4 separate regions of the Mus musculus genome follow, and regions 1, 3 and 4 are each linked to region 2. A link is a contact called in public HiChIP or PLAC-seq data. All regions are on one chromosome and are shown on one strand. Each heading gives the region's core, a stretch centred on a gene start, on an enhancer-like site or on the middle of the called end of the contact. The rest is flanking DNA. Distances are from core to core; before and after follow the strand shown. Region 1 holds the start of Chd9 (chromodomain helicase DNA binding protein 9). Region 2 has its middle 180 kb from the start of Gm24212. Region 3 has its middle 34 kb from the start of Gm46048. Region 4 has its middle 12 kb from the start of Gm35797.

What was found. HiChIP or PLAC-seq counts read pairs in DNA pulled down with a chosen protein or histone mark.
Region 1: an H3K4me3 HiChIP or PLAC-seq map of forebrain shows a contact between it and region 2, with 10 times the contacts expected there. The contact joins the promoter of Chd9 here to the enhancer-like site in region 2. A contact is called at or near these places in 1 of 39 promoter capture datasets (second pharyngeal arch cranial neural crest), 11 of 115 datasets of contacts at active chromatin or transcription factors (SST interneurons, astrocytes, embryonic basal ganglia and 8 more) and 2 of 9 other capture datasets (embryonic stem cells and pancreatic islet).
Region 3: a contact with region 2 is called in an H3K27ac HiChIP or PLAC-seq map of SST interneurons, with 5 times the contacts expected there. The contact joins two enhancer-like sites. A contact is called at or near these places in 6 of 484 Hi-C or Micro-C datasets (cardiomyocytes, cerebral cortex, differentiating embryonic stem cells and 3 more) and 2 of 115 datasets of contacts at active chromatin or transcription factors (SST interneurons and astrocytes).
Region 4: an H3K27ac HiChIP or PLAC-seq map of SST interneurons shows a contact between it and region 2, with 7 times the contacts expected there. The contact joins two enhancer-like sites. A contact is called at or near these places in 1 of 484 Hi-C or Micro-C datasets (cerebral cortex) and 4 of 115 datasets of contacts at active chromatin or transcription factors (SST interneurons, differentiating embryonic stem cells, embryonic basal ganglia and 1 more).

The regions. Positions count from the first base shown.
Region 1 is chr8:90,827,391-90,830,287 of GRCm38.p6, reverse strand. It overlaps Chd9 (chromodomain helicase DNA binding protein 9), which reads right to left and starts at 1,453. Exons shown (of 40, transcript NM_177224.2): 1 at 1,374-1,453.
Region 2 is chr8:89,848,693-89,851,539 of GRCm38.p6, reverse strand. No RefSeq gene overlaps it. Among named protein-coding and RNA genes, the nearest start is that of Gm24212, 180 kb to the right of the region's middle. Within about 2 kb of position 1,444, at least 29 of the 459 cell types and tissues checked have an H3K27ac peak or open chromatin away from gene starts, as enhancers often do. A contact at or near this core is called in SST interneurons, forebrain, neural progenitor cells and 1 more, where this site is marked.
Region 3 is chr8:90,452,999-90,455,698 of GRCm38.p6, reverse strand. No RefSeq gene overlaps it. Among named protein-coding and RNA genes, the nearest start is that of Gm46048, 34 kb to the right of the region's middle. Within about 2 kb of position 1,293, at least 23 of the 459 cell types and tissues checked have an H3K27ac peak or open chromatin away from gene starts, as enhancers often do. A contact at or near this core is called in SST interneurons, where this site is marked.
Region 4 is chr8:90,501,683-90,504,504 of GRCm38.p6, reverse strand. No RefSeq gene overlaps it. Among named protein-coding and RNA genes, the nearest start is that of Gm35797, 12 kb to the right of the region's middle. Within about 2 kb of position 1,379, at least 18 of the 459 cell types and tissues checked have an H3K27ac peak or open chromatin away from gene starts, as enhancers often do. A contact at or near this core is called in SST interneurons, where this site is marked.

The DNA.
Region 1 (2,897 bases), core at 204-2,703, 980 kb before region 2:
GACAGAGAGAGAGAGAGAGAGAGAGAGAGAGAGAGAACCTAGGGTCTCATGTATACTTAGCAAGCACTCTAGCAACAAAGCCACATTCCTAGCTCCTAGTCTGCCTCTGATCATGTTGATAACTTCCAGCAAGCCCTTTGGTTCCTAAGTCCCAGCTTTTGGGACATCAAAGTGGGGTATCTTAGCTCCCAGATGGGTTACTTCTGTCTACAGTACCTGCTACTCTGTGGATTATGATAAGAGTTGTGATGGTGCACAGGATGAACTGTGCCTGGCACAGAACTACTATCTGTAAACACAGGCTTTCAGTCTTAATCGTTCCCATAGCAACTCTTGAGAGTTTTATACCTCTGTACCCATTCCATAGATGTGGAAACTGAAAGTGAGGGTGATTGAGTGAGTTTATTTAAAGACACAAATAAGGGAGGGCTGGCTCTGGAGAGTCCAGGCTCCTGCTGCTAACACTTGGCTGTTACATAAGATTCACGGGGCCATTTTTTACTAGTTACAAAGTCGTCGTCCACCCCCCCCCCCCGCCCCCGGGTGTGCTTGGCTCCATTGATCAGAAGGATGAGTGCAGCCTGGATCCACTCCTGCACTCATCTGGGATTAGAGTGGGGGAGAACCCCTCTCTCCTCCTATCCACTTGGGGAACCCTTTCATACTGTACATGATTTGATTGGCTCTCTTTTCTCTGGCACTTCTGAGTTCCACCCTTTGGGGTAGGGTGTTGGCTTGTCACACTGAGTTTGACAGCCCAAAGGCAGAGGCAATTGCTGGTTGAAAAGGCAAGAGGGAGGGGGAGGGAAGAGAAGCCTTCCGGGCTTGTAATAGGGTCTTCTCTAACTCTTTTGGTCAAAGAGCCCTTGAATCTGGCTGCAAGCTGGAATCCCCTGGGGGAAGTTTTTAATAAAAGCTCCCCACGTCCAACTCAAACCAATTACATCTGGGGCTCGGGGTGGGGGTGGAGGCATGGAACCCAGACAGCAGCATGCCTTACTATCCCTTAACCAACAATCAATGCATGCCCAAGTTTGAGAAGTGCTGCGATCCTGTTCTCCCCTCAGCTCAACTGGAGGCACCCTAGGACAGCAGTCCCACCTTTCTGTGTTGAAGACTTGCTGTGTGGGGGCTGGGCGTGCCTTCCGGAGGCCCAGGCTCGTGAAGGATGTCTGAGTGCGAGCCAGGGACCTGGGGTTCTGCTCAGCTTAGGCCCAGCTCTGGGACAGCGGGGCTCCAGGTCCTCTTGGGGCAACAGCACATGTGGCCGCTCTGTCCTCGTTGGTCATCAATGCAAACCACAAACGAGGTTGCGCGGCGGCCAACCCACCCCAGCCTCAGACATTCTAGGGACACGCCCGAGGAATCCTTACCTTAGCTGCCGGCGCTGTCCTCCAGTCCCCGGAACCCTAGGACTCTGGTTCCATCTGTCTCCCTCGCCGGCGCCAGACAGGCGCCACTAGAGCGCAGGCACCACCTAGTGGCCGTAAGATGGTAGCGCGGGCAGGGGCTGGGAGGTGCGAGCGCAGTGCAGGGCGGAAATGCAGCTGGGCCTTCCCACGCTGGTGGCTTCCAACACCGCGGAGCCCGGGGGGGGGGCGCAGATTTGGCCTGGGCTGCACCACCTTCACCCCTTGGGGAGCGTGGGGAACGGAATTTGTTGTACTTTTTCTTGGAGGCGTGGAGGAGCTGTCAGGTCTGGGCCTCTGACCTGGGATCCACCCTGGGATTTTCCTGGCAGGGCTCATGGATCTTTCCTTTCCACCGTCAGCTTTCAGTACGCCCTAGTCTGGCGTGGCTTCTCCTTTAAACACCCTGGGAGCATCCGAGGATGCCACGGACTGGGTTTATTTCAAGCCCAGGGATGCCTATCCCTATCAGCAGTCCTTCACGTCACCTCCCACCCTTTCCCTGGTTTTCTGATGCCTCCATTACCTTCTGCTGACCTGTCTGTAACAACCCTGTCTGTACCAGTACGGGGGTGGAGTCCCGGAGACACAATTAGAACCCTTGGGATTTGGCCACCCAGGTGGTGTTTCTTCCGGAGGCTCATTAGCATGTCTTTGGCGGGTCGCCTGGCATCCCTGACTCCTTAGCCTCACATTCCAGCAACAACCTCCTTCATCACTGTGACGCCAAAAACACCCCTTTGGGTTTCCAAATGTCTCCCTGGTTGGAGGGAGAACTGCTCCAGGCTGAGAACTAATTAGCTGATAATTAAGATCAGATGACGCTAAATGAAGTCCACTGTCCACGGAAGTCCTATTACCACGCATTGTAGAGCTGAGGGGATCTTCAGGCCGGTCCTTTCCAGCAGGTTTCAGTATTTTCTTCTAACTAAGACATAGTGGACAGTGTTACAAAAATAGTGGATTTAGGGCTGGTGAGATGGCTCAGCAGGTAAGAGCACCCGACTGCTCTTCCGAAGGTCCTGAGTTCAAATCCCAGCAACCACATGGTGGATCACAACCATCCCTAACGAGATCTGACTCCCTCTTCTGGTGTGTCTGAAGACAGCTAGTGTACTTACATATAATAAATAAATAAATCTTTTTTAAAAAAAGTATAATGAATCCCTTAAAAAAAATAGTGGATTTAGAAAAAACAAAAAATTGCCGGAGTGGTGATTGGTTGTACTCGGGAGTCAGAAGCAGCGTCTGGTTTACATAGTAAACTCCAGGCTAGCCTGGGAAATGTCTCAGCAGGTATAGGCACTTGCCACACACACAGTATGCAAGTATATAATTTTTAGTGGATTATTTTTAAATGCTGGATTATTTAATGCACTCATGCAACCTTTATTTCTTCTTCTTCTTCTTCTTCTTCTTCTTCTTCTTCTTCTTCTTCTTCTTCTTCTTCTTCTTCTTCTTCTTCTTCTTCTTCTTCTTCTTCTTCTT
Region 2 (2,847 bases), core at 195-2,694:
GACTTTCTGCAGAATATTTTACAAGGGTGTGTTTCTTTTTCAGACTTGTGCATCAACCAAGATAAGTCTGGAATTCTGAAAGAGTTTTTATTTGTTAAAATGACAATTCTTTGTGACAAAAACTAGGGCCTTGAGGACTAGGCCTGTGATGGTTCTTGATCAACTTTTGTTGTTTTCTATCTTGTGAGCCAACAAATACTTATTACACAAGCTTTGGCTTTGAGTCCGCTCTTCTGTGTGCTGTGTTTTGACATAGGCTGGCTCCCTTGATAAATCTTTTCCTCATGATCTCTACGCCACTCTACTCTTACCCTTGGAGTTTGGGAACTGGAGTTCAAACACCTGTGTCCATGCATTCTGCTTCTCTCTTCCTTGTTGACTTGAATAATTGAATATCTGGTGATGTGTAATCGTGATCAATTAGCACTAAAAGCAGCAATATTTAGGCTGTAGGGTAGTGAGACTATCAAGTTAGTTAATGATAACAAAAATCCCACACACGTAATATTTCCAAAAGAGTATGAATTTAATCTACAAAGCCATTGCTAATCCCATTTTCCCAAGTTATTTCTAGATTTGAATTTATAATGATCAGCTAATAGATTTACAGCCAGGTAGAGGCAGGGAAGATTCTGTGCAAATAGGTCAGAGGTAGGCTAGTAAAATTGGAATGTCATCATTATTTTATGTTGGGTCTGATTTTGATACACTGTGGAAAATTCCACTGAAGGAAATCTTTGCAGGTTTCAAGTAGCAGGTTAAGATAGTGAGAGGCAAAGTTCATTCACTGTGATTAGGCATATTAAAATAATCTAGTTCAAAATAGGAATCATCATATTATATATTATGAGGAAATATTTCCGCATGGTAAATTTGCTCAATTTTGCAGCAGCTGTTCCTGAGCTGGAGAGCCTGGGGCTGAAATTCTCGGTGTTTTGGAAGCAGATCTGCTCTTTACCTCACTATGGAATGGGCAGGGCTTCCCAGGCTGTCCTGCATGTTCTCTGCTCTCTCTTTTGCTTTACCTGTTATACTCATGAGGCTATACTTCCAGGAAATGCTGGACAGTCCTATAAGCAAATCCAAAATCAGCACCATTTTTCTGGTCTGACAGAATCAGGCTGCCTAAGACAGAGAAGACAACCACTAACACTGTGTCCTTTGTAGTTCAGCTCGTTCCCAGTGCACCACCTTGTGGAAGAAAGACAAATAGCCCACAGTTACCCCTTCTGTTATACTCCATAAGAAACCTAACTCATTGGTCTCTCCCCATTGTTGCCTACAATCACTTCTCCTTTATGTAGTGCCTTTCAAATAAATTACTGATAGTCAGCTTCTACTCTGGTTATTAGTAAAAGAGGTCTACAATGTTTGCGTCTCCAAGTGCTAAGTGGAAGCCTGTAGCAACATCAGAGCAAACAACCTATCATTATCCAGGGGCATAGGAGATTGCATTTTGCAAGTCTCTTAGCCTGTTTAGTTGTCAGAACCATAGTGAAGTAGGAAACACTGTCTGTTCCTCAGACAAGGCTAACTTAGAGTTACCTCTCTCTGCAGAAACAGGTGTGGCAAAGGAGTTACCCACCATGTCTTCTCGCCCACGAAAATTTGACAGGGCCTACTCTTTATTCTGAGCTCTTCCATCCCAGCCCTTGATTCACAGCTACATCTTTAGAAGGGGATGCATAATTCTTGAAATGCATGTATGCATGTGTACGTGCATATGTGTGTGCATATATGTGCGTGTGTGTGTGTGTGTGTGTGTGTGTGTGTGTGTGTGTGTGTGTGTGTGTGTGTGTTACATTCAAGGTTTACTCAGGCCTCTTACATTTGTATGCATAAAATCACTATCGAGCTTGTTTCCAAGCAACAAAGATGGCTTGCCTCCTGAGCATTCAGCCTGAAAGTTGCACAACACTGACATCTGCTGCTTGTGTGTGGTTTGAGACTGGACCAGGTCAGCAGCTCATGAGTATGCAAAGCAAAATGTTTGACAACACTGTGTATCTACAAAAGCTAAAGTCTTTTGTCTGAAACTCGTGGGTTTATTTTTACTTTTTAAATACTATACATGAATAGAAGCCCACTTTCAATATGATGTTTCCTTGGTCTTTGCATGATCTATCAAAAAGGTGAGGTCTTGTTTGGCTTTGTAGGAAAACAACTGATAATAAAATAGATCAGTTTTTTTTTATTTTATATATGTTACCATAAAGTCTAGAGTTAAATGGTAAAGTGTATCTCTGCGACATAAAAACAACTTTTAAATAAGTGATTTTTATGGATAAAATAATATCTGAAAATATTTTATAATTTTCAAATATATTTGCATATTTCTCATTCATTCAACCACTAATTCATTCATACAATGCAATCTCTGTGTGAGTCACTGCTCCAGGCTTCAAGGAGGAGTTTGATCCTGGACCAGTAATTAAGAGCAAGTGCCATGTAGCTCTGAGGTAAGTGTGCTGTGGATTCAGGCTTCTTGTTCTGACTGTTTCTACTCTGGTATGTTAGATAACAGGTGACAGTCTATCTCATGGAGATGCTGTGTACCCTAAAGTTTAAAAAGAAACAAAATACTTCACAGTACCCTGAGTATCACTTGCTATCAGTGAACCAAGCCTTCAGAGTATCAGGATGATTTTAACTCCAGATTTCCAATTTAGGAAATGAATAGTTTTCATCTCAAACATGCCTAATAATGGGAAACTAAAAACCATGTAGTTCATGGTTTGTCAGCCTGGAAAGTTTGATGGATAAGAGTCAGAGGGAAAAGTTAAAAGGGAGGTGCTGGTCCTATTGTCAAGGAGCTCTAGAGATGGTTTGTCTTCATTCTGTAGAGGA
Region 3 (2,700 bases), core at 44-2,543, 600 kb before region 2:
AGAAAGCTGCTCATGGGACTCTTCATTGTCTGTCTTGTCACCTGTCCCAACATAGCTCAAGTTCCCACCATGGCCAGTGAATCTAACAGTAACATTGGGTGGTGGGGGTTGTGGGAGGGGGCTTCATGCTGGCAGCTTCTCTACCCACCTTGCATAGCCACCCACTGAGCAGATTCTAGAATGCAGCTGATATGATGTGCAGGGGCAGGGAGAGCTCATCGAGTGGCTTTTATGACCAATCTGCAGTATGGCTGTTTTGTTTGAAGCAGTTTGTACAGTCACACAGTGTCAGCACGGCAAGAGCCTAGGTAGTCCTCCCTAGCCTGCCTTCAGCTGTAGCCTCCTCTATTCTTCAGTCCTTTCACTCAGTGAAACTTGGACATTCATTGTGTTCATTGAGCAAAGCTTCACTCTTCATCAAACCATGAGCACATTACAAATATCCTGCCATGACGTTTTCATAGCCAGTCCCCATGTCGATATTGCTATTATCCTCCTTTCATAGATGAGTACACAGAAGCCCAGAGTTTTCACTTGCGAAGATCTTCTATCCAGTCAAGAAATAAAGCTGTAATTTTTACCCATGCCTATTTGCTAAGTGCATGCTCTTGACTTTCATATCTTTGTAGGATCATCTATCAATACCAAGTTTGTACCCACCTCAAAATGAAAACAGAAAAAGGCCCTTTGTTTAAAAAAAATGTATTAAGACTTTCAAAGGAGAGAGAGCTGATATCAACAAATAGGAAAGGATCTGTTCTCCTGCCCAGGTCACCCAGCTTTGCTATAGCTCTTAATGGCAAGAACTCTTGGAAAGATGAATTCACTCTATAGGGTCCCATGTGTCTCCTCTGCAGAGCCAATACAAGGATGAAGTGTGGCCCTAGAATATGATTGTAATAGGTGTCTTCAGTTATTCTTTGCCAATCAAACTGGAGTGATTAATGAGCCATGTGCCCTGATTGTTTTCGAAGGCTCGCTGTGTGCTTAGCTCTGTTCTAGGCACTAAGGGTGTGTGTGTGTGTGTGTGTGTGTGTGTGTGTGTGTGTGTGTGTGTGTGTGTAAATGAGGTTTTCTGGCTTTGGGAGTAGTGATGCCATTCAAGTCCATGCATCCTGAAGATATCTTCAAATTTGGGCCCTCTAACCCCTCCAAAACCAGGAACCTGGCTAATTTACTCGCTCTCAAGTCGGCACTGCTTGGATTTTAAAGCATGGTGTAATGTATTCAGAGGAAGTCTGATGAGAAGAAGTGGGAACTAGGCCGAAGGATTCTAATCCTGAATATTCAGGGAAGGCAGCACGTCCTATTCAGCAAGGCTGATCAATAGAGGGTGCATTCAGACTCTAAATGTGGGCATTATGTACAGATACAAAATATACAATGCCCCCAAAATGGGGAGAGACATTTCTGATTGAATTTTTTTGTTTGGGTTTATAAAAATAACTTGTGCTGCATCAATTACTTTCATTGCCATGGATACAGGCAATGCTTTATTATGTAACTCTACAGCTGTGCTGGGTTTTAATATAAAACCCGGATTTTTTCATCTATTTCTCTTTCATAGTTACTGAACTGAGATAATGGCATCTTTTACCTATGAATGTATTCAATTCCCTTTTTTTCCCCCTCACCATCCTGGAAACTATTATTGATTAGAATTTCATTTTGTGGCTTTTGTAATAAAACCTTCAGTAAATGTTACCGTTGCAGGCAGCAGGAGGGTGGAGCGGGAGAAGGTCATTCTTTATGTATATTGTGTGTAAATATGTATGTATAAAGAATGGAGTGTGTGTGTGTGTGTGTGTGTGTGTGTGTGTGCAAATTTGGGCATACATTCTTCCAGGCTTAAACAAGTGCATGCCCGGGCATTGTGCTGACTTCCAATTTGCTCTAGGGAAGCTTTCCATGTGAAATATTCCTCTACCCAGTTTTTATAGAAAAGATGCCCTCCTTTTTTCAGAACAGAACTGTATCCCTGCATTTTAAAATCCGCAATTCGGGGCCATTGTTTTTATTTTCCTCTTGATGCTCAAAGTTGGTTGATATCATGCAATTTCCCACCTCCCTACTCTGTCAGAATATAAATGCTCTCCTGCCTTCCTAGCAGGGATTGGAGCAGAGTCTGAGGAGCAAAGTAAGAGAGGATGTGGCATGCACACTTGAGATAGGCTTAAGGAGAAGAGAGCTGGGTGTGATTTGAAGTGCAAGTAGGTACTGTGCCTCTGAAAATGATCAGCCATTAGGAATTCTCCCACTAACATTCAAATCATGTGGGAGTCTGGAGAAGTGGCTCAGTGGCTAAGAACACAGTGTAGAAGACCTGGGTTCAGTTTCCAGCACCCACATTATAGCAAACAAACTTTCGTAACACTAGTTCCAATATTTCTCATTTCCCTCTTCTGCCCCTTTGCACACAAGACATTTACATTGTGCACAGACATAATTAAAATAGGAAATAAATATTTATAAGCATCCTTTGTATAGACAAGCTAATATGAGGGCCAGTAAGACATTCAAGGTCAGGCAGTTCCTTAAGACTCCATGTGAAGAACTACACATATCTGTGGATATGGTTTTCTTTCCTTTTTTGGAGTAGATCTGTTTGTCAGGAAGACTTGGAGGACAAGAACACGATTTATAACCACTTCTGTAGAGGTCACTGCCCCTTTTGATGACAGAAACTAGTAAAGAGGAACT
Region 4 (2,822 bases), core at 130-2,629, 650 kb before region 2:
TCTGTTTCAACTTCATGTACTATTTTGTAAAACCCACCGACCAGGTCCATTTAATGCTAGGAGAATATGCATGGGTATAGGGGCTGTATCCAAAGAGAACTGACCTCAGACCTTCATGCTATTCTTGCAGGTCCCTGGCTCATCTTTAAGAACCTCTTTTGGGTGAGGACTTCCTTTTTTATTGGATATTTTATTTATTTACATTCCAAATGTTATCCCCTTTCCCTGTTTTCCCTTCAGAAACCCCCTATCCCATTCTCCCTCTCCCTGCTTCTATGAGGATTCTCACCCATCTCCCCACCCACTCCTGTCTCCTCCCTGGCATTCTCCAAAGGGCATCGACCTTTCACAGGACCAAGGGCCGCTCCTCCCGTTGATGTCTGACAAAGTCATCCTCTGCTACATATGTGGCTGGAGCCATGTGGACTCTTTGGTTGGTGGTTTAGTCCCTGGAAGCTCTAGGGGGTGAAGACTCCCTAATTCCACTGGTGATGAGGAGTGTAAGAGAGAGGCCCTAGTTGTTCTGTGTCCCATTCTTTACTGAAAATCCCTGATGTGGATTTCTTTGTAGCTAGATTCTAGAAAGAGTTTCTATCAGCTTCTAAACTATAAGCAATCTGTTTTCTGTCTAAATGTCAAAATTGTAACCTCTGACAGTGAGATTAAAAAGGAAAGAAAAAGAAACATTATTTCTTTAGCCTGGAAAAGCACACTGCTTAGGAAGAGTACAGATCCTGTGCTGTTCACACGTTCCTATAAATTCATATAAAACTTTATCTTGCAGGTGTCATGTGATATCCTGTTCCCTAAGATGCCAATGTCTGATTGGCTTATGTACACCTAAGCAACTTCAGTCTGAACTTGCCTGTGATAAACTTCTCTTGTAATAAGAAGATAGACTTACATACCTAGAGTACCCTATATAGGCATGTAATTTTACCAAGAGTGAGTGGGGTTTTGGGTGTAGGGAGGTGGTGTGGAGGGGTACATCGTGTAAAACCCACATTTACTGGGAAAACAGGAGTATCTTAGGTTGTTTTAAGATCAAACGTTCTAGCTGTGCATCTGGAGGAGAGCTGCTTTGGGAAAGGTTATTTTGGGAAAAGAGGCAGCATGAGTCAGCTGATCTGGAATTTCTGCATTCAGGAGATGGAGGGGGAGAGAAGAAGGGAGGGAAGGGGAGAAGAAGGGAGAGAGGAAGGGAAGGAGGGAGGGAGGGAAGGAGGGAGAGAGAGAGAGAGAGAGAGAGAGAGAGAGAGAGAGAGAGAGAGAGAGAGAGAGAGAGAGAGAGAGAGAGAGATCTCCTTGGCATGGGACTATTTCTGCAAGATGACTGAAGCCCCAGCAGAGGGAAGTCCACACACCGGGAACAGACTGAACCTATGTTTGATGCTGGATCCTGCTGGTGCTGCTGGGCCAGGTGGTATTATTCATTTAGTGCTGTTTTGCACTTTGCAGGAAAAGCACAGCAGGCTTATAACACTTGAGTTTTTAAACATTCAGAAGGCTGTGATGCTATAAATGAGCTTCCCATGTCAGAGATTAAATCAACCAAGATTCCTGCCATGCCAACTTTATTTCTGAAACAACGTGTTTGTAACAGAAATCAAAATACATGCTACTCCTTTCATTCTGACAGGCTAACACAAGCCTTGAGAAGCACACTGCTTAGATACTGAGAGGACATGGAACAGGAGTAGCCCTCTGTGTGGCTTGTTTGCTGGAGAGGCTGCGGACATCCCTGACTTTATCTGGAAGGTTTTCACCTGGACTTGGGCACCAGGTCTTTCTGAGCTACGTATGACTGGGCCTGCATTGGATCCTAGCTCTTGTGCTTTGGAGTATATGTCTTTAAGATGAGTGGTCACAGGTTAACAAACGGTTATGTAGTCGAACATCTATTCCTCCTCTTTTCAGTAAGAGCACCCAAGCTTTCCACCCACTTCTAGTGTGTCAGTCTCCATAGGTCTATGTGAGTAACTGGGTCCGCTGATACTGGAGGTGAGAACAGGCCCAGCCAATCAGAGTCTGTTTCTTTCCTTTGCTATGATACTTGGTTTCAGGTGAGCCAGGCCAGGAAGGGCAAGAACTCTATTTTGGACATTGCTGCATCTATTGGGAAAGAGGAAATCTTGTTTCTTTTTGCTCTAAGCTGATGAGCTTCATGGTTGGCCACCGACTATCTGAGATGGAAGCCAATCACAACAAAGCAGAAAGGAGATACGGAGACATTGTGGGAGCACCTGGTAGAACACTCCTGGGCCTGTTTCCATGGACACGTTTCCTTCTTCCTCGTCTAGAGTAAGCTCTCAGTGTGCCATTTAAAACTGAAGTTGCCCTGCCTCTCTCACACCATCCAGGTGCTTCATTCAGGCAAACTGCTCGGTGACAAAATGTGTTGATGAGTTTATCAACTGGTACTTAGGCTAGTCTTGCTCTAACTTACTGAGACTGACCAGTAAGGCAGCCCAGAACTGAGTAGGACCTAGAGTGAAGCATAGCTATTCAGGACAGACCATTCCCCGGAAAAGTTCTGTGTGGATGCCACAAGTAAGCACCAAGAGTTTCAGCAGCTGGCACCCATGCTGTCTTGGTGGAAGAAGATTTAGAACTCTGTCTCTCAGAAGACACAGTCTCCAAATGGGTGCCCTTATCCTTGGAGGGGTGCCAGCAAGGACTTAGGAGGACCGTTCCCTTTTCTCCTAGAGAGAATCTACATGACCTTCCACACAAAGTTGTCCATGTTAGTCTGAGAGGGCCACAGAATCACTGATACTCGACTACAGCCCCCTGGATGTTCCAGATCAAACACTAAAGGTTTC